2 separate regions of the Sminthopsis crassicaudata genome follow, and region 2 is linked to region 1. The links are chromatin contacts, called in public Hi-C maps. All regions are on one chromosome and are shown on one strand. The core of a region is the stretch at or near the end of the contact, and the rest is flanking DNA. Distances in the headings are between cores, read along the strand shown.

Region 1 (2,892 bases), core at 118-2,617:
CCTTTTCAGCCGAAGCAAAGACTTATGTCATGAGAGTCACCGAAAGCCAGTCTTATTTTTATCTTCGGTCCCATTCACTGAGCAAACAAGGGTTAGTTTTGCTGTTGACACCAGACAAACACGAGAACCTCCCTCTCTCCATCTGACATCTGTCAAACCCTGGAAGTTCAACCTCCGCGTTCGGCCTCGGCGAGGAGCACCGAGGCCGTCTCAGGGATCGAGGGGCTCACACGCACCAGCTCCACTCCGAGCTGCTCGCGACAATTCTGGGCAAAACCGTCCCGGGTCCAAATTTCAAACAATTAGCAGATCTCGGGTGGAAGTCCAACCCGATGGCTCTCTCAGGCTTGGGAGGCGATCCAGCCATCCTGCCTGCAAAACGCTCGGGCAGGGGGCAGTAATTGGCCCCAACACAATGTAAGCCGGACACCTGCCGGGGTCTAGGGGTGGGAGGCCCCGTCCCCCACCACTACCTGGCATCTCCACTCCTTTCCCCACCCCACCCCGCCCCACAGGAGCAAGTCATTCTCTGCCTCTTTTTATGTCCCCAGCACTCAGCGCAGTGGCTGACATTCAGCAGGCGTTTAATAAATGTTTATTGAATTGAATTGAATTGCTCAAAGAGAAGATGGGAAGGGGATGGAGAATAGAAGGATTCCTTCCCCTTCTCGAAACCTACCCGAGGCTTACGTCCATCTCCCCGCTTCCCTGAAATACACTCGCGCAAGCTGCCACAGCTCCCCATTTCCCAATAATTTCTCTCTGGGGAGGGACTGTCCCTTTAAGAAGAAGCAGCCTCCCCTCCCCCATTACAGGTAGAAATGAATTGGAGAGGGAAGGGGGAGGGTCTGGTGAGTGAATTGGGAACTCCGCACCCTTAAGGTGACAGCAGGAACCCTGGCCGCTCCCCCCTCCCCCGCTCCAGCTAGGGGACAACCCACCGGAGGGAGAACGGTCACTGTGCGCCTTTAAGAGAGGTTGCCCTCTCTGTCCCGGGGGAGGGGGGAGCTCTAGGGGAGAGGGTCTGTGCCTTTAAGGGGGACAGACCGTCCGAGGGTGCTCGGCGGCCCGGGGACACTGTGCCTTTAAGGGCGTCAACGGTCCCTGAGGGCAGCAGAAGCCCAAGCCGGGGCCCAGAGCCTCTCGGCTCCCCGCCACCCGGCCAGCCGGAGGGACTCACCGTGGGCGGGCGAGCTGCCCGGAGGGCGCGCGGTCCGGGGCCCCAGCTCTCCTCAGTTTCCGCGGCGGCGGCGGCAGCTCGGCGGTGGCAGAGGAGGAGGCAACTGCGAGCCCCACTCCAGTAAACAGGCACCTCCGTCCCTGACCTACTTTCTGCCTTCCCTAAATGTCGCACCACTAACCTACTTTCCGACCAATCCGCTCCCCGCCGGCCCAGGCCCGGCCCCCAACCCACCAATCGTAGGGCCCAACCCCCCTTACTCCTCCCTCCAATGGAGGAGCCAGGAAGCCCGGATACCTGCCTCTCTCCGCAAGCCAATCAGAAGGCCCAGAGGGACCCCGGTTCGGCGGCCAACACTCGCCAATCGGCTCTCGGCTCCGAGGATCAGATTCACCAATCATTGAGAGTCTTGGGAGCGGTTCTGGCCAATGGAGGGAGGTTAAGGAGGCGGGGCAGCAGGAAGGCCGAGCGGTCTACCTGACGCTTCACCCCAACCAATCAGCAAACGCACCTAAGTTCACACCCTGGAGAAGCCTCCAATCAGCGCGTACGCTTCCTTTTCCATAATGTTTCTCCCCACCCCACTGCCCCTCTAGTCCGCATTCCTCAGTCAGCTCCGGGCTGAACACCTGTTGCTTTCGGTGACCCTGCATTGTCCGATGCCGAGTCATTCCAGCTGGTCCCGGCTCCTTTGGGCTGGCCGCGGGGCTGCGGCGTCTCCCGACCCGGCGGCCGCCGTTGGAATTGGCCGCCACCCTCGGCGCTTTCTCCCTGCAGACTCCGGGAGCTCTCTAGCCCACCGACCCTTTCTGCCTCCCGGGAGCTCCCTGAAGCCTGGGCGCTTGAGGTTACCGCAGCCGTTGTGTGTGCAGATAAGGAAACTGAGGCACGCAGTAGTTACAGAGCCTTCTCCGAGGTTACACATTAAAACTGACCTATAAAAACAGCACGGTCCTTTTCTAGCAAATTCAGCATCTGTCAGTCCTCGACTCCCCCGAGAGGGGGGTAGAGTGAGTCCACAAGCACTTATTAAGCGCTCACTTTGTGATTCTTTCAGGTCCATAGATTTTGAATTGGAAAGAATGTCGGGCCAACCCCTAATTTCCCAGAGCAGGAAATTGATTAGGTGCAAACCCTGTGCAGAACGCGGTGCTGGGATCTAAAGCTACAAAGACAAACGTTTAAAAAAAATCCATTCCTAAGGTTTATTTTGTAGGTTTCGGCGATATAAACAAGAATGGGCAAGAAAAATGGAGAAGAAACGGACTAGGACCTAATGCCAAACAGAAATCTCCAGGAAAATTATGGATTATGAGAAGCAAAGGGGAGGAGAAAGTGTTTGGTGAGGTGAGGGTGGGGCAGAGAAACTCCCCGACCTAGACATGGAGGCGGAAGATGGAATTATGGTTTCTAAGAACAAGTAGAAAGGAAAAATATGTGTAGGGGACGAGGTTGACTAGGGCTAAACTGGAAAGAGTTTTAGATGTCAGGGGTAGCAAAAGGGAACTGGCACTAGAGATTCTTCAATAGAAGTGATATGGAAATAGGGAAGTGATTCTCAAACAGGGAAGATCTGAATTAAAATTAATCAAATTAACTAGAATTAATGCTATGGGGGGGAAAGGATGGGAGAAGGAAAACACTGGAAACAGTACCAAATAGGAGGCTTCTGAGGTCCCAACCAAAAGCTGATGAGGGTTTGATCGAAAGGA
Region 2 (2,892 bases), core at 178-2,677, 180 kb before region 1:
CTCAGAGGAGCACCGGGAGAGTTGACAGAACATTCACCTGCTGCCTCTTGGCTGACTGAGGGAACCAGGATTTCTAGGGTGGAACTCATGAGGTTCCCTTTAAGGTTGGAAACCGTTTCATTTCCCTACTCGGGGACCTGCGTTTAGAAACACATTAAAACACTAGAGACAACCCCAAATGCAGGCTTGGGTAGATACATGCGCCTGCTTTGACCACCACAAGCTCAAGCTTGCCATAGTGGGAAAGGGTCCCGCCTCTCCCCCACTGCTGCAGGGAGGTCGCTGGGCAGGCCACACACTTTGTTGTAACACTCCCCTAGCCTTGCCTGCAGGGCAGTCCTACTACAGATATATTTGTATTTACCATGTATTTTTGTGCGGGAGTGTGCGTGCTTGTCTATCTTGCATGCATTTCCATACTGGAGGCTTGCCCTCTTCTCAGTTATAGGCAGAAGGGCCCCTGAGGCACTACTCTAATGGTAGAAGAGTTTCTGCTTTTAATAAGAGAAAGGCCAGGCTTAGCCCCTCGCCTCTCTCCATCTGGCCCTCCCCAATAATTTATTTTCTCCTTCCGGGTTTTCTTGAGGGATAACCATATACTTAGATCTTCCACCGCAGAACGCGACTGTCCTCGCAGATTCCCCCCTCCCCCGCCCCGCCCGAGACCCCCTCCATCCAACGTCTCGGACTTTTTTTCGGGAGCACGGTGAGGCCCCTCCTCCTGCCCCGGGCAGAACACAAGCTGAGGAGGGACCCTTCGGGAGCCGACTGAACTTCCCTCCTTCCCCGCCCCCGTACCCGAAGCTGGCTGGGCTTGGGGCAGGAAGTCCCTCCAGCCCTCCCGGGTTATCCTTTGAAAGTTAAAACTTTAATGCGTTAATCAAAGATAAAGCCGCCCCCGGCGCCGTCCCGCAGAGGGTAGAGGTCGGCCCGATCGGGCCCGGGGGCCGAGGCCACGTCCGGCTTGGCCGCGGGGCTCGTCCTGGCCTGAAAGCGATCCAGGGCCGACTCCATGGAGGACAGCTGCCTCCCGAGGTAGCTCAGGTTCTTGCCCAGGTTGGTCTGGGTGTTGGTGATGGAGTCCAGCGCGCATGGAATTGTCCTGGCTAGCACGTCCACCTTGCCGGACAGGTCCTTGATGGCCAGCTGCAGGGACTTCTGAGACTCGTGCAGGGCGCACTGGTTCTTCACCAGCTTTTCGATGTGGTCCCGGAGCGACGGGGCGCCGGCCGGGGCGGTCCTGGGACCCACTCGCGGCGGCTCCCATTCGACGCGGCGGGGATCGCGGCTCGGGAGGCTCTGCAGGCGGAGCGCCGCTTCCTGGACCCGGGCGGCGCCGTCCGGGGCGCCGAGGTCTCGGACTAGCAAGGACCCGCCGGCCGCGGGAGCCCTGGCACGCGGCGCCGGCCTGCCGGGGTGGTCACCCGGGGCCTTGCAGTCGGGCGTCTTGCCCCGGAGGTCCCCTCCTCCCCCGAGGAGGTCGTCCCGCTCTCCCTTGGCCGGGCCGTGGCCCACGCCCAGTCTGCGCACGAGCTCGATCAGAGCCACTATGGCCTCCACGCGAGGGTCCATGGCTTTGGGAAGCTGTGGGCTTCTCGAAGCGAGATGCGGGACAGAGGAAACCTTGGGGGTCACCCCCACCCCGGAAACTCAACTGTGACCTGAGAGCACGCGAGCCTCTAGAGGCCCCACGGAGCGTCACTGGCCAGCTGACTCGGAGCGGGGCGGGGCGGCGTCGTTTAAGGACAGGCCCCGCCCAGGGGTCCCGCCCCTCAGCAACGGCCTCCCTCCCGCCACTCCTCCCGCTACGGCTCCGGTGCCGAGGCCTCTCGCGAGAGCGCGGCAGCCCTGGCTTTTTCTGGCCCACAGGCTCTCGCGAGAGGAGGAAGCGGAGCCGGCCTGCAATCTCCTGGGCTGGCCCTGGCAGCTCCTGCCTCAGCAGTGGCCGCCGCGGCCGCGCCGGCTGAGGAGGGGCGATTCCCCGGGCTGCGAGCTAGGAGGCGCCGCTCCCACTGCCGCTGCCCGCCCGCGGCCCCCCGACCCCCGCCGACGCGTCCGGGCCTCCTGCAGGTAGGGGAGCGCGGCGGGCTGGGTCGGGAGGGAGGGAGCACCTGAGGGGCGGTGCCGCAGTATGGACCCGGGAGACTGGGGGCGGGGTGGGGGCAGACGTTGTGGGGACGGCCTGGGGTCCCCGGTCTTCCCCCTTGCTGGGCGGCTGGGGGAACCCAAGCTTCTCGTCTTCTCTTCAGACAGACCCACTCGTGTTCCTTCTCCACGCCCCGACCCCTCCCCCCCGCAGTCATTCTCACGTCGGCGGGGAGAAGAGCCGGTTGGCATCACAATGGGGGCGCGGCCCGGGGAGGGGGAAGGGCTCCCGGGGAACCCGCGGATGTGAAACCTGCCCACGGCCGCCCTGTTGGGTTCAGTGACAGCAACCTCACGTGGGGCTCCCCCGCCCTCCTTGGAGCCGTCCGGCGCCTCGTCCATCCCTTGGTGCCGCTCGCGGCACCCGGAGGCGCCGTGGGACCCGGGCTGGGTGTGGACGCGTCCGCCTCGCGGTAGCAGGTGTGAGCGCCGGCTGTGGGCTCCGGCACCCCCGCCGGCGCTCTCCCGGGGTCGGGAGCGTGAGCGGGTTTGTTGGGGGGGGGGGTGGCTCTCGCGGAGTCCTATTATTCCTGTAACTGGGATGCACGTGTGTCGCGTTCTCTTGGGTCCGGCTCTCGGTGACCCCATTGAGATTTTCGGGGCAGTTTGTCATTTCTCTTTCCAGCTCATTTTACAGATGGGGAAACTGAGGTAAACGGGATAAAGTGACTTTCCCGGGGCTACTCAGCTCGGAAGGATCTGGGGTCAGATTTGATCTGCTTTGTCCCCTGGCTGTTCTCCATACAC

The links. Hi-C and Micro-C count contacts between places; a contact is called where the count stands out from the background.
Region 2: a Hi-C map of hippocampus shows a contact between it and region 1, with 2.1 times the contacts expected there. The contact joins the promoter of BTBD10 here to the promoter of BMAL1 in region 1. A contact is called at or near these places in 2 of 2 Hi-C or Micro-C datasets (fibroblasts and hippocampus).

What each region holds. Positions count from the first base shown.
Region 1 is chr6:208,421,276-208,424,167 of ASM4859323v1, reverse strand. It overlaps BMAL1 (basic helix-loop-helix ARNT like 1), which reads right to left and starts at 1,367. Exons shown (of 20, transcript XM_074273141.1): 1 at 1,181-1,367.
Region 2 is chr6:208,600,023-208,602,914 of ASM4859323v1, reverse strand. It overlaps BTBD10 (BTB domain containing 10), which reads left to right and starts at 1,427. Exons shown (of 10, transcript XM_074273151.1): 1 at 1,427-2,070.